Linked DNA regions of Mus musculus: region 2 is linked to region 1. The links are chromatin contacts, called in public HiChIP or PLAC-seq maps. All regions are on one chromosome and are shown on one strand. The core of a region is the stretch at or near the end of the contact, and the rest is flanking DNA. Distances in the headings are between cores, read along the strand shown. Region 1 overlaps Ddc (dopa decarboxylase). Region 2 holds the start of Cobl (cordon-bleu WH2 repeat).

Region 1 (7,145 bases), core at 1,791-4,290:
TTCGTTTATAAGACAGTGATGAGCAGGGCCTTTTGAGTAACATGGTTGTGTAAGTCTCTGCAAAGATAGCTTACTCCCGTGCCGATCTGGGCAGGCTTCCCTCCCAAGGAGAACACAGAACTCAGGTACCCGCTCTGCACAGGAATCTTGTGGAGGTATATATAGCCAGATGACTAGGACAGTGGGGTTTGTTTATCAACCCGGTTCCCAGATGTGCTGATGTTGTGTGTCCACAGGTGACCTGGTTACTGAGGCCACAGGCAACTCAGCAGAGGATTACAGTTCCAGAGGTATTGGATGGACTCTTGGCATTGGGTCAAGAGGAAAGCATCCAATCACATCAGAGGAAACTGGGCAGCAAGTCCATGGAGGAGAGTCTACTGGGCCAGTCAGCCAGCCAGCGCGGCCTGCTTAGCACCACAGGTCATGTTCTGTAGCCCTTGGCAACTGGTACACAACTTTGCTTGTGGATGTCCTGAATAATACTTTATTGTGTTCAACAAAAACAAAGATGGCTGACACTGGCATAACATACCTTTAGCCGGAAGCAGACCAACCCAAGAATGACTTCTGTGCAAATTTCAAAGCGAGGGTCCTGGCGTACCAGTGACTCAAACTCATGAGACAGCTCCACGTGCTGGAAAAAGGGAAGGGAAACTTGCTGTCTTTCTCATCACAACTTTAGCCTAACCCTGGCCACCCAGTACCTTATAGGGCTGCACATCTATTAGTCATTCACATGCGCTGAGCAATGTCCTGCATCCTCACCAGCATTTCCCACATAGGTTGAGAAGAAACTCATCTGCCCTATACCACAAGGATTCCAGCTTCCTCAAAAAAAAAAAAAAAAAAAAAAAACCTCATTTTCTTCTGTCCATGGATCTATGTTTTAACCCCCTTCCGTTTATAATTTTATAATAAACATTATAAAGAAGTAGTTGAAGATTCTAAAAGAAAAAAAGGCCACCTTGACCTCCTCATGATAGCTTTATTAATTTGTAGATAGGAAACTGAGACCCTGCAAGAACAAGTGTCATAGCGTAGGCCTCAGTCATACCTGGGCTCAGCTGAGATTCACATCAGCTGCATCTGATGTGTACACTGGGGTATCACTTCTGCAGTAAATGGGATAGTGATCCCAGCCTGATTCCAACTTACAGACAGGAATCACCCTAACCTGCCACATTCAAGAGCTGTGTCCCCTCTGGTGTGATGGTGTGTGCCTGTAATCACAGCACCTGGAAGATTCTATGAGCCTGAGGCCAACCTGATCGACATACTGAGCCCCAGGCCAACCTGATCGACATACTGAGCCTGAGGCCAACCTGATCGACATACTGAGCCCCAGGCCAACCAAGGCTACATACTGAGACCCTAGCTCCAAAATAATAAAATAATTAAAAGGAAAAAGAAAACGCTATGTGATCGCATTGAATACACCAACTTATTTAATCTCTAGATGTTTAAAGAATTCAAAAACTGATTAAAACCACATATGAACATTTGCTCACTCTCCAAGGGCACACTTAGCTAATTGGAGCCTCCTGGCATCCAGCACTACCTTCCACAAGGCCCATCCTTTAGAGGAGCTGAAGCACACACAGCTTGTTTGGTCATAGATGCCACAGAAGCAATTGTCTCAAGTCTTCCCACCAGAGGGCACCAAAGATTCAGGACTAAAATGCTCTTCAATTAGCTCAAGCCTAGGAACGCCATCTTTGACCATTCCTATGGTCTCCTGTGAAGGCTGGATTGGGGCCTTTCCAGAAAGAGGTGTGGTGTGTCTTTAACCTGGCACAAGCTAATCGCAGTGAGCTGTCCTGAACTGAGAGTCATCACCACCTTTGACTGATAAACCACTTGGGGTTTCTTTCTTATTACACACAAGTTGACTCACCCTCCTTATCCCGTTTGCAATTGGATCAGGGACTATCTAGAAATCTACACACACTCTAGGTTTCTAGTTCTTTCCCCTGTGTAGCTTCTTACACTGCTCAATGTTTGCATACATTTCCTTACAACAGTTTTGTGACCTGGACAGATGCCAGTTTAGAAGAGACACGGGTACTCTTCTAACAACTGCTTTTCTGCATCCTGTCATAGAAGAGGGCCCGAGACACTCAGCCCCTGCCTTTAGCTGCACATCTGGTAATGCAGTGGGACTTAAGGGGAAAGCTGTCACCACCACAGGCTGGAAACCACAGGCATGCTTGCCTCATCAAGATGATGTTGTGGCTTAGAAAGGACTCAGCTGAAGTCACTGGGCCCTCTGCATCTGACTAAATGGGTAGACATGTCCTGGCTCATACTCAGGGCTTAGCCTGGAAACAAACAAACAAACAAAAAAAGTAGGGTAGTAGGACTTAGAATAATAAGCGGCTCCTCAAGCTACTTTAAGGCACATCATAGTGACTGGGTGGCTTATTGGAACCGAAGTTCCATACTGCCCAGAAAGCCTCCTTGAGACAAAAGGACTAGATGGTATCTATCCCAACCAACTCAAAGGTTTTCTTAGTTTGGGAGGTTTGGGTTGTTGTTGCTGCTGTTGTTCGTTTGCTTGCTTGTTTTATTTCATTTTGTTTGGCGGTAGTGGGGGAGAAAAACATTATGCTCTCATTACTAGTATTGCTCCGTCAAAATTACTGCTGGATGGATACGTGGAAAACATTAAATTTACACACTGCTTTTAATTAACTTCCTGGAGCTGATAACCTATATTCTAATGAAAGTGTCTTAGAAGATACATAGAACCAGTTTGTGAGTGCCTTAATCGTAAAGGCCCAAACTACTGCCTGATTCCAACGCTGTGCTTAAGGAAAAAAAAAAAAAAAAAAAAAAAAAAAACGCTCTTTCAGACAACAGCAGATCATGGCTGCTCTCACTCTCTTTCCAGCCTGAACTTTCCAGCCCCGGGCTGGGCCTCCCCTCCCCTCCCCTCCCCTCCCCTCCCCCAGAAGCTCTTTCCTATGTAATCCAGACATTTTGGCCTCTCGCTCCCCCTCACTCCCCCCTCTCTGCATTCTCTCTCCCTGAACGCGCATGCTCTTTCTCGCTTTCTCTTCCCCCTCCCCTCTGTCTCGCTCCTCGTGGCGCCTCGTTCCTTGGGACCAGTGAACTCGCCCCAGAGCTGCTTCCCAAGAAACCTGCCTTTATTCAAACCTGGTTTGAATTGACTCGTTTCACTGGGGGAGAATAACTTATCACATCCATTCCTCTGTCCCCAAAGGCCTGTCCCTTCTAGGAAATTGTCTGTCTCTGCTTGTATATGAAAATTCTGATGCCCTCATGTTTATGAAAGGGCCTCATGATGTACTTTTCAGAGCTTATCCCTGTTGTTAGGCAATGCATGATGGTGTTTGCTTACAAAGACACCTGAATTCGTTTCTGAGTTTCCTACGACCGACCGTTAGAACATTAGATAAACAAAGAAGGCAGTCACCTTTCGGATGTAAGCCTGCAGCCCCTTGACTCCGTACATTCTAAAAACAAACCACATTTTCAAAGAGCGAAATCGTCGCCCCAGTGGGATCTGCCAGTGCTGAAATAAAATATAAAGAACCCGTCAGTGAGAACAGTGCAAACAGCCAGGCTCCTTTTCAGCTTCCCAGTCAGCCGGTTTCTTCTGGAAGCAGCCAGTTTCCTATAGAATGGCCGTTTCCCAGCCGGGAAGGCGTACAACTTGTTGTGTGAGCTGGGGAGAAGAGAGGGAGAAGCTGCCTTCACATCCTGTGGAGATGAGGACAGAAGAAACACTGAACGAGAGGCACTGAAGTTTACCATTTTCAACGCACAAATGTCTGCTGAGTACACCCCAGAGGAGGCACTCCAGGAAGAAATAGGAATGATGTGGTCCTGCCCTAGGCAGCTTCCGAGGGGGCAGGAGGTCATCCAGGCAGAGAGAGGGTGCTGAACTCCTTGTGTGTCTGCCTTTCTCTGCCTGGATGCACTGAAGCTGCACTCTGAAACAGTATCAGCGCCTTTGTCTCACTGACCTCTGGGGAGTGACCCCTAATACCCTTTTACCAAAGAAGCCTGCCTCTGCTTCTCCTAGCTTTTCCAGACGGTCATCTGACAGGCTGTTCACACTGGCTCCTCACATTCTTCTTGATGGTGATGGATGATGGTTGGAAATGCAATAAAAGCACGTAGGAAAGGGCAGGCATGAGACACAGGCCTGTCGGGAGGATGGCCTTGCACTACTTCCTGGCTTTCTTTGAAATTCTTTTACTTGGGCTTACAAAGGGCGGGCTGGGGGAGGGGAGCTCTTTACTTCTTATCTAGTCCGGAGGCTCCAGTCTCCTGGAGAGAAAGCGCAGTCTCCCTTCTGGGTGGTGTTCTACAGTTGGGAAAAGCACCCTAAACTCGCCCGCTGTCTACCATCACAGAGCCCACTAAGAATTAGCTTTAGCTACAATTAAGAGTGAGCTCCGTGCTGCTTCTAGGAACACAGAGTTTATTTTTAAATGCAGTCGTTCCTCCCTGAATCATGAAATCTGAGACAACACCAAATGTATATATGCTGTTTCCCCTATACTTGTATGCCTATGGTATAATTGCTTTTTGTTTGAGGCACAGTCTCATTATGTAGCCCCAGCTGGCATGGACTTAGTAGGCTAGGTTGGTAGGCTAGGAGAACCTCCTGCCCCTGCCTCCTGAGTTCTGGGGTTAAGGGTGTGCGCCATCAGACTTTACTCCCTAGTTTAATTCCTTATTATTAAACTGTTTCTTTATGAAGGCCTCTGGTTTTCCTGAATTATTATGCAGCAGTCCTGCAACTTTTACCAAGTATATAAAATCAGAATGAGACAATAAGGCCATAGGATGTGCGGGGTTTTTTTGTTTGTTTGTTTGTTTTTCCATTTTGCTTCTGCACAGTTTAAGTACCATTGTGGGGAAGGGGACATCTGACCTCATGCCAAGTTCACTTAAAACAATGGAGGGTCTGCTGACAATTGCTGACAGACTTGCCAAGCTCTGTTTAACGTAGAGCTTTTCCTCTCAAAAGTCTGGCATTTGTACCCCCCACAAGAGTAATACAAATCCAAAGCCCACAGAAGTGTCAGGATGAAAAGATTTTAAGTGATCTTATCCTCAAACTACTTTTAATATTATTCTTATAGTATCCCTTAAATTGTGCTTTCTAAAAGGTAACTTGGATCCTAAATAGGGCTAGCTTGTACAAAGTTAAAGGAGAAAATGGAGTGTTCTCTTGGCCATACCCATAGCTGCACAAGTCCTAGCTTTTCCCCATAGCACAAGCTTCCATGAGACTCTGGCCTGGGAGAAGATAGGATGAAGATTCCCTGGTAACCTGCACCTGCCAGCCTGCAGCTGTCATCAGAAGAAGGAAGGGTACTCTGTGTCTAGGAGAGGCAATCCTGCTACCCCTTATTATCAGTGGCTGACATACTGCCCCAAGAATTTAGACACACTACTTCGGACAAGATGCTTTGATAGTGTCTTGTGTTCACCATGCACACCCGCCTCCCCACCCAGCAAATAAGCCAGGTCAGATTTTTTTTTTAGTCAGAGAGGCAGCAGATGAAGTGGGCCCCTTCGTGTTCTGAGAGAGACAGCAGATGCAGTGGGCCCCTCATGTTCCCAGCCCGGCTTGGCTTCTATTCTTGGAAGAAACCTCCCAGCATTACTTGCGGTTCCAAATTCCTTTCCAGAGCAAAGCTGGGACATCCTGGTGTTTTCAAAATCCAGAAAACATTTGTGGTGAATATTAAAAAAAAAAAAAAATGGAGAAAGAAGTAAAGTGAGTAGAGGAAAGACTGCCAAGACTACGATCCTGTCCAAGAGGCTGGCTCTTCTCTGACTCTGCCCTAGCACTCCCCAGGACGCTGCCCCAAGTACAGGCAGAAGGCAGAAAAAAGGGCCACGTGGGCTGTGAAGACCGACCCTTGATGGACGTGGCAGAGATGCTTACGGCAAAGCCACCTAATATGTCTGTCAGAACACATTTAGAAGCTGCCTCTTGTGGCCTCCTGCTCCGGAATGTGGTGGGGGTGTGTGTGTGACAGCAACAGCACAGTAGGGAGCCCTTGGCACCTCAGAGTTTGATTACAATGGGCAAAGCCACTCACTTACCCTGTAGTCAGTGATGAATCCTGGAGAAAAGAGAAAGACAAAAAGCAGCCATTAGAGAGAGGCCATTAGAAGAAAAGGTATCCTTTTTTCCTCCAGGCTTATAAGTGATGACTTCTGTGGCAGACATGAAACTATCCAAGGACTGGCTAGGGCTAAGTGTTCTGTGTGGCTCATTCAAGGTAACTGACTCAAGGGGAGTCCCTGAAAGCAGGATGCCCAGGACACATTTGGAAGGCTGAATTGTTAATGGAGCTGGTGATACAAAGAATGATTCAAATAATAAGGAGGTGGGGGGGGGGGTCGTCTCATCTCCATATTCAAGGGTGTTGACTGGCATCTGGCACAGAGCAGCTGCTCTATACACTCTGAGTCAAATTCCTTCTTATCCTGGACTCAGTGCTCCCACATGGGTTCTGAAAAGCCTGTTTAGCACTCTCATGTTCTCTGGTGCCTACAACCCTAGATCCCAGGACAGCATGGGGAAGAGAGCCCTGTGTGGAGTCACAAACCACAGTTTCTAGAGTGTCTTGGACACAGACTAGGGGAAAACACAAAGGCTGGCTGCAGCCCTGTTGGGCACAATAGGGAGTCAGGCACCTTGGAAATCTCTCCCAGAAATGCAGGCCAAGCAAAGCGTGCTGCAGCTTGCACACACCCCTGCTTTCTAGGCAATAGCAACTGTAGCATGGTAGTTTCAGCTGGAACACCTAACATACCCACGGTGCACTGCACTGCAAGGGAGGGTTCACATTCTCTATCCAGGACTTCTGAAGTAATTATTTGACTTCTACTGGGAATCAGGAAAGTCTAGGTCTTTTCTTAACGAGGATAAAGTAGCCATGTTGGGGACATACATAACTACTGGTCTCAGCCTATCTTTTGAGTGACTCAGAGACAGGGTCTTCAATTCCCATCCCACACTCTGACCTTTTCTCTGGAGCCTCTTGCCAGCAACGGAGCTCATAAACAAACTTGATGTCAGTGGCATGGTGCCAAAAAATAACCTGATAGTGACTCATAAAGGCCCAAGGTACCTGGCCATAACTACATGA
Region 2 (7,719 bases), core at 963-3,462, 640 kb after region 1:
CCCTCAAGCACATTGCAAACACTGCCTAGTCTCAAGAGATAAAGAAAACAGTAATTTCAGATACAAGCCAACAAATTCTAATTGCTTTCGATAACATTCTGAAGCCCCAAATGTCACAATTCTTTATGATAGGCAATCAATACACCTTAATATAAAATATGCTTGCATTTCTTTCTTTGCATTCTAACTCAAAATACGTCATACTAAACTTGTAATCTTTGTTAAAAATATATAAGCATATTTATATTTGGGGGTGTTTCTTTATTCAAGGTATAACAAATGAGAAACAACAATAACAAGTTACAAAAATAGATCTACATTTCTTGGACAAAGAGGTGGAAACAATCATATAACATGCTGAAGGTTCAGAGGCATCAAGCCTTGTAAAGCTTTACTCTCTCACCCATAGCATAGCACCTTGGTTTTCCCTTGTGACACCCAGTGAGGAAGACAAACCTGGGTTGGCCTCTTGGCTGCCTAGGGAGCAGGCTGGCTGGAGGACATAGGGTGGTTTCACTATTACCAGACACCTTCATCAGTTTCTGCACTCTATGGATCTTTGCAGGCACCCTAAATATTCCCTTTATATTTATTTATTTTTTTAAAAAGTGGTGAAATAATTCAGTCCCCTTAAATAGAGTTATGTAACAATGTAGAAAAGTCGCAATTTTAAAAGCAATTCTGTTTACATCTCCCAACGTCATTTTAGGGGCTCTCCATTACCATGAAAAAGTATTCCCATATCTATTTTTTAAGGGGAATTTGTTTCTTCAAAGGATTTATATAACCACAACCACACCTTAGCGAAGAAAAGTCTTAAAAAAAAAATTCCGTAGCTTCAAGATTATGAGTTAGAAATGTATCTTACTTTTTTGGAAGCCTCCAGGGGAGATTTTAAGAATAAAGAACTGGTTTAGACGGCTTTTATAAACACTTGGGCAACAAAGTCAGTGGGCAAGGGATCGGGTGAGTCAGTGGGACATAACTGCTAAAGAAAAGAGATTTGTTGTCCCCAGTGCCGCCTTAGAAAATCCAGCTGCTCAAGTGGAAAGTGGGCCATTTCGGGAGCAGGTGCGGACCCACCCCAACTCATTCCATTCGCAACACTCATAACACATTTGCTCCAGAAAGAAGAGGTCAAAAGCCAGCCCCACGGCGCTCTCTGAAATCTACCAAGTCTGCAAGGGTTGTCAACTGTCCTGGCAGAGATGGGCACGGAGGGGCACGATTCGGGGAGTTGGGGTTAAAGGGCAAGTCTATTTGACCTGTGTTAGGCAAGTTTCTCTTGGGCAAGTAAAATCCTCAGTGTGACAGGGAATCTCTGTCCGCAAGGTGTGGAGACAGCAAAAAGAAACTAAAAGGGTTGAGGCACTAGAGGATCCTGAAGACAGGATTGACAGCTCTGCTTTACAGGTCCGATGAAGAAGGTCCTCACCTCTTCAGACACAAGGGAGATCCCAGCACAAAGGCTTGGGCAGAAGAGTGTTCATGAAGTCCCTTCCCCACACACCTCCCCAGATCTCCTGGCTACATGGGTCCCAACAGACCAAGTACCCCCTTGTCATTGAGGTAGGGAGCAGCGGGCCACAGGGCCTGCGAGGAGTGGCTGGAGGAACCTGTGTATGGGACCAGACAGACTCAGCTGGAGTTTCAGGCCTGGATTTTCCTTGTCCCCCTCCGCCCGTAATTGCCACTATTGCAAGGGGCTGAAGGCAGCTCAGAGCTGGGGTTCTGCACGGAGGGACAGCACTCCCTCCACCCACCCACCCCCCAACACACACATACACAAACATACACAAGGGCTTTCACAGCAGCACCTCTCGCAGAAAGTGTTCCCGAGCAAGGCCTGCCACGGTTACCGGAGCAACGACCCAGGCGCCCCAAGTCCTCAACACCTCGGGAAGAGCCACGCCCGCCCTCGTGGGCCCGCTTACCCTGTGGGGGGCTTGGCCGCCAGTGCACGCGGCGCGTCCATGGAGCCGGCGGGTTGCTCTGCCGGCCGACTGGGGCGCTGGCTGCGGCGCCGCCGTCCTCATTCACTTTTTCCGCGCTGACCCATCGTCCTCCCACGCGGGGCTAGCGAGGACAGCGGCCGTGCCGAGAGGACGGAAGCGACCTGGGGCGTCCGGGCGGGCGGGGGCGTGCGGAGAGAGACGGACGCGGCTACCCCGGGCGCGGGAGCAAGGTGCGCCGCCCCCCGCCAAACTGGCTCAGCCGCGCCCACCGCGGCGCCGCCCCGTGCCCGCGCGCCGCTCCCCAGCGCCCGCCTCTCCGCGCGCCCCCGCTGCCCGCCGGAGCACACCTGGGCGGGGCGCGCGCCCCGCGGTGGGCACCGAGTCACCTGCCCAGCCGGCTGGAGGAACTAAGCGGGCAAATACCTGGCCACCTGTGGCTGCGCGGGGCGAGGCGGGCCGACTAGGCTGCGAGAACCGACTTGAAGGAAGAGAGAAAAATAGACGGTCTAGCGCCTCAGTTTCTGCCCCAGAACCTAAAAGAACCTTTGTTAGAACTAGAGATCTACTGTAAGGGGAGGGGAGAGTGGTCCAAAATGAGGTCCTTGGTGTGCAGCATAGGAAACTGGAGAGGGACGCAGCTTGGGGTAAAGGGGCACACCTTTTTCTGAGAAATCAGAAAGCAGTGAGGCTGGAGTGTGGACATCCAGTGCCAACAAGAACTGCACCTGTTTGGATGCATGCTTCTGCTTGCCAGCCTAATTGCCTGGATAGTAATGAATGCTACTGTGGCCCCAGCCCTGTGATTCCCATGTTGAGTGGTGAGCAAAAATACCAGCAGAGGCAGCAGGTGCTGAGGCCTCACTGCAAGTCAACCTGAGGACCCAGCACCACTAAGCTTCCCTTCTCCAGCCTGCTAATTGACCTTAGGGGAACAGGAAAAGAACCTGATTGCTATGAAGTTCCGCCCTTCAAATACAGCAGTTGTACTAGGTTCTCAGGATTGGAATAAAATGCCAGTAAGAGGCAAAATTCTGTGACTGAACTCTGTATCCAGAAGCTTGCCTAAGCTTTTCTTCCTCTGAACCCCAACTTTCTGTTTAAGGAAAGAGGGGAGACCAGTGTACAAAATACAAGTCCTGCAGTAGCCTTCTTTGCTCCAGCCACAGTGCCCACTCAAAGCAGGTGAACCACTTCATACCTACAGCAGAGCCTGGCTTCCTTTTGAACACAATACTCAGAGCATTTCCCCACCCGAGGGCTTCTGGGATCTGCAATGTGTATCCTGCAGGCTCTGCTCAGATACCTGCTCCTCAGGGAGCTCTTTTCTGACCTCTTTGTCGCAAAGGACATCCCCACTCTCAACTCCCATCTGCTTCTTGTCCACTGTCTTGAGTTTTGTTTGATACTCTTGCCGATTGTCTTGATATTCCTCATGGAAGCATATCACTTTATCTTCTGTGTGTGTGTGTGTGTGTGTGTGTGTGTGCGCGCTTTATATGTCTGTTTATAATCAAAATGCTTACATGCTTTTATATTTATATAAACTGAGTGTATTAATTACGCATGCAAGAGGTATAAATACATGTAGATATACATGTCATATTGAATATGTTTACCTTTATGTGTTTGGAATGGGTCTCTTCCCCGAAAATGTGACTCAGTGTAGAGTGAGCCTTGTCTGGTGTTTTTCATTACTCTTAGCCTTTAAGACAGTGAATGAGGGTGAATCAGGGCTCACTACATAAAGGGAACATTGAATGAATTGAGTTTCTAGGCCTCTCCCAAGCTCTGGGTCTGGCTATCGGAAGGTCTTTCCTGGAATCTGTAAGATCTCTCTATGCTCTGGACACTACTTTGGGAAAGGGTAACCTGGGAGGGGCCGGTAGGCCAGGAACTAGGGGCCTGGACCCCAGTGAGAAGTAACAGTGGGTACAGAGAAGCCAGAAATCATGAGCATGGCAGATAGTTGGTTGTCAGAGACAGAATACCACAGAAAAATCACGAGAGGATGGCACTGCCCACCTCCAGGCTGAGCTTCTGATTTCTGTCCTAGGAAAAAGGCCCTGGCAGTGCTGGGCCTGGACAACCTCCAAGTCTACAGAAGCCACTAAACACCACAGTCTGAGAAACCCAAAAGGGAAATGGAGTGGGTGGCACAAACTGAGAAGAGTTATCACAGTGAAGCAAAAGGCAAGATTAGGCTTCATACCAGCAGGAGGGTCTAAGCACCCAAGACCTCTGCTTGCTGTGTAAATAGGTCAGCCCTGGCATTCCCAAGCCAGCCATCCTAGTGTAAAGTGTGCCAACAGATCCATCTAAGCACTGTTGTTTCCAAAAGCATGTATTCCACAGATATACATGAAGGCCGGTAACGGGTAGAACTAGACCCATTATTAAATATTAAAATATTTTAAGTGCTGAGGGGTTGGGGATGTATTTATCAGTTTGCGTTATTTGATTAGTCCTCTTGGACTGACGATGTTAGGTTCATCAGGCTAACTCTCCCCATCACTATGTGCCCTTGATATGACCCTGGACCTTCCTGGACATCCTATATCTACTAGAATAAACCTAGACCAGATACAGGGTGCCCAGGAAGGCCCAAGGTCATATGAAGGGCACATAGTGAGGGGAAGAGGTGGTCTGTCTAAGTCAGTGCTTCCTGAATTTGAATGTTCAAAGGATGCATATTCTGATCCAGTCAGTGGTGCACCAGAGAGCTTTTGTTCCTAATGGGCTCTCAGGGATGCAAAATTTGTTGGCCCAAGGACTGAAGGTCACACACAGTAGCTTCTGGATTGATCTTGTACTGACTGGTAATGTTGGCCGCAGCAAATTCCTTTCCTTTAAACATTCATTTCCTTCTGTGAAATGTGAGATCCGTCTGAACAAATTCAGGTTTTGTGGGGTCTTAACCTCACATGACTTTAGGAATCCTTTAAAAATAAAAACATAAAGCATACCAAATTATGCATGGGCCCTTACTCACACAAGTGAGGCTGCCTACCAGCCTTGACATAGCTCTCACTACTCTTCTGGCCAAACGACTGTGATTAAAACACATGTAAATTGCTAAAAAAATAAAAAAATAAAAACATGATTGGTGTAAATTGTGACTCCAAAGTGGTTGTTTATTGTACAGACTGAATTTGTGGCTTTTTAAAAAAATAATAAATAAGTCCTGGTCTATAGTATACAGGATTTGGAGAGAGGTTCTGGGGAGGTAAGATGAAGCAAGGACAGATTGTTCAATCTCTAATCTCACATGGTAGAAGTCCTGTAAGAATAGGAGAAATGTCAGCATGCTCTGAATATGCACAAGAAAGGCTGTGTGAGTACTCAGTGAAGGGTGGCTGTGTACAACACAGGGAGCAGCCTCTCACCATAACCCAAGCCCGACAGCCTAACAGTCTTGTCTGCTTCAGCCTCAAGGGCTCTAAAAATGAATTTCCATCTTTCAAGCTGTCCATTCCAAGGTATTTTTGTTATGGCAGTCTGAAGAGACTAGCATAGATATAGAAAACAAACCATTAAAAATTATAATTGTTGCCGGGTGTGGTGGCACACGCCTTTAATCCCAGCACTTGGGAGGCAGAGGCAGGCGGATTTCTGAGTTCGAGGCCAGCCTGGTCTACAGAGTGAGTTCCAGGACAGCCAGAGAAACCCTGTCTTGAAAAAAAACCAATATATATATATATGTGTGTGTGTGTGTGTGTGTGTGTGTGTGTGTGTGTGTGTGTGTTTGTGTGTGTGTGTATGGATGTATAGCCAGGGCTATACAGAGAAACCCTGTCTTGAAAAACCATATATATATATATATATATATATATAAAATTGTTTTAAGAATTGACCCACTACTACAAATAAGCAGGTTGTTAATAATAATAAGTCAGCTCCCAGGAGAAAGAATAAAGAACATCTACTTTACACGTCTAGGTAAAGATTAAATAAGATATGACATATTGAGTGCCTAAGGTGGCACCTGGCACTCATTAAGTAATCAACCATTTTAACTCTAATTGCACACATTAGTTGGCATTTTCTTTAGGTATATTGTTCCCTTCAAAAATGTGTGACCAGAGTTCTCTTTGAACTTCTATAACATAAACAGAAGCCACACCCGGGCCATTTTGCTCTGGCATTCAGGCAGAGCTGGACAGTGGCCAGAAGGTTATTGGCAGTAAACATTGCTCCAGAGCAGGGATGAGGTTCTCTGTATGTGAATGAAGCTAAAGAAGTAACTTCAGATCCAAAGTCTTCTCCAGCCATCGTGCTTGGGTACTTGAAGTCTTAGAAACCACTTTCCTGGGCAAAGTGTGAGTCTTACAGTTGAAACTGCTTGGCATCTCAGTGCAGCTTGTGGAATCCAGCTGGAGGCTACAACAAAAAGACATTATATTTAGGCCCAAGGTCTTCTGAGGGAAGCCTGGGTGGCCTTGTGTCTTGCCATCCACTTTGCTGTTCCACTCTCAACTTTGCTTCAAGGCAAGAATTGAATCACTTTCTCTTTAGGTTGGTATCTTCAATGGTTAACTTTGACTGTCAACTTGATTGGATTAAGAAGTGCCTAGGAAACACTGCCAAACCTGACAAAGTGACATAGTCCCTGCCCCAAGGATAGGGCCCTGGGGCTGAGACTCCATGAGTATCAATGACTGCTGTGGGAATAAGGTTTGTTTGTATAATAATGTACATATTTTCACTTTCCTCCAAGGAATGTCCTCCCTGTTAAATTAATGACTCCATGAGAATTAGAAACAGTACGAGACCAGTTGAGATATGCCATGTCTGTAAAATGGTAAATGCTGGGACCTTTAGGACAGCCCTTAGGGCTATGGGAAAGAGCTCTAAATACATGACTTTAAAAGTATATAATTTCTTAACTATGCAAAATATAAAGATGCAATATGAATTATGAGGGGCTTCATGAATCTGAAGGAACAAAAGCATGTACACTATGGGCTAGCTTGTCAGAAAGATACAAAGGCAGGCAGATTCCTGAGTTCAAGGTCAGCTTAGGACAGAGCAAGGTTACTTTCCGAGTGTGGTAGAAATGATAATTTCAGGGCAGGGTCCCAACCAACTACCTTACCAATTGTGTTTAACAAAAGCAGACAGATCACTGAATTCTTTTACACTGTTTAAAAAGAAATGTATGCTTGCTCTCTCTTGAGAATCAAAGAGCTGGGGTCAAGGGACCCTGATGCTGATTCACAAGATAATTTAAAGGAAACCTGGAGTAAATGATGGGTTTCATATGTAAAATAAGAGACAGGACCCAAGTTCTGCAAGAGATGAGCTATCCAGAGAATTTTTTAGGATTAAAGAGAACTGCTTGGAGAGCAGAGAGACAGACACAGGCGCACACACACACACACACACACACACACACACACACACACACACACACACAGGAGTGCACACACTCACAAGCTAGCAAGACCTGGACAATGAGATCTCTTAGAATAGCAAGCAAGCAGAACATGGACAGAGAAATCTCCAGAGAGAAAGCAAAGCATAGAGAGAAGTAGACTGGAAAAGCTGGATCAAGCAGAACACAAGTCTTCAACTTGGATCCACAATTTTACTTCTGGTCATTTCTTTTCACCACTCCCAGACACCCCTTCTCTCAGAACCCCTCTCCATGCTGAGGTTGGGTCATGGCATCTCTGGGTGTGTCTATGTGGACTTTTCCAGAGAAGGGTAGTTAGTTAAGAATGGAGAATCTATTTTGAGTTCACTGTCTCTCTAAATGAAATAAATT

Evidence for each region. HiChIP or PLAC-seq counts read pairs in DNA pulled down with a chosen protein or histone mark.
Region 2: a contact with region 1 is called in an H3K27ac HiChIP or PLAC-seq map of embryonic stem cells, with 3 times the contacts expected there. The contact joins the promoter of Cobl here to the enhancer-like site in region 1. A contact is called at or near these places in 8 of 39 promoter capture datasets (cranial neural crest, embryonic stem cells, liver and 1 more), 12 of 484 Hi-C or Micro-C datasets (adipose-derived mesenchymal stem cells, embryonic stem cells, muscle stem cells and 1 more), 17 of 115 datasets of contacts at active chromatin or transcription factors (astrocytes, embryonic forebrain, embryonic stem cells and 1 more) and 1 of 9 other capture datasets (embryonic stem cells).

The regions. Positions count from the first base shown.
Region 1 is chr11:11,818,756-11,825,900 of GRCm38.p6, forward strand. It overlaps Ddc (dopa decarboxylase), which reads right to left. Exons shown (of 15, transcript NM_001190448.1): 11 at 6,094-6,113; 12 at 3,440-3,538; 13 at 536-637. Among named protein-coding and RNA genes, the nearest start is that of Fignl1, 13 kb to the left of the region's middle. Within about 2 kb of position 3,041, at least 228 of the 459 cell types and tissues checked have an H3K27ac peak or open chromatin away from gene starts, as enhancers often do. A contact at or near this core is called in adipose-derived mesenchymal stem cells, embryonic forebrain, embryonic stem cells and 3 more, where this site is marked.
Region 2 is chr11:12,462,748-12,470,466 of GRCm38.p6, forward strand. It overlaps Cobl (cordon-bleu WH2 repeat), which reads right to left and starts at 2,213. Exons shown (of 15, transcript NM_172496.3): 1 at 1,935-2,213. The coding sequence starts at 1,975.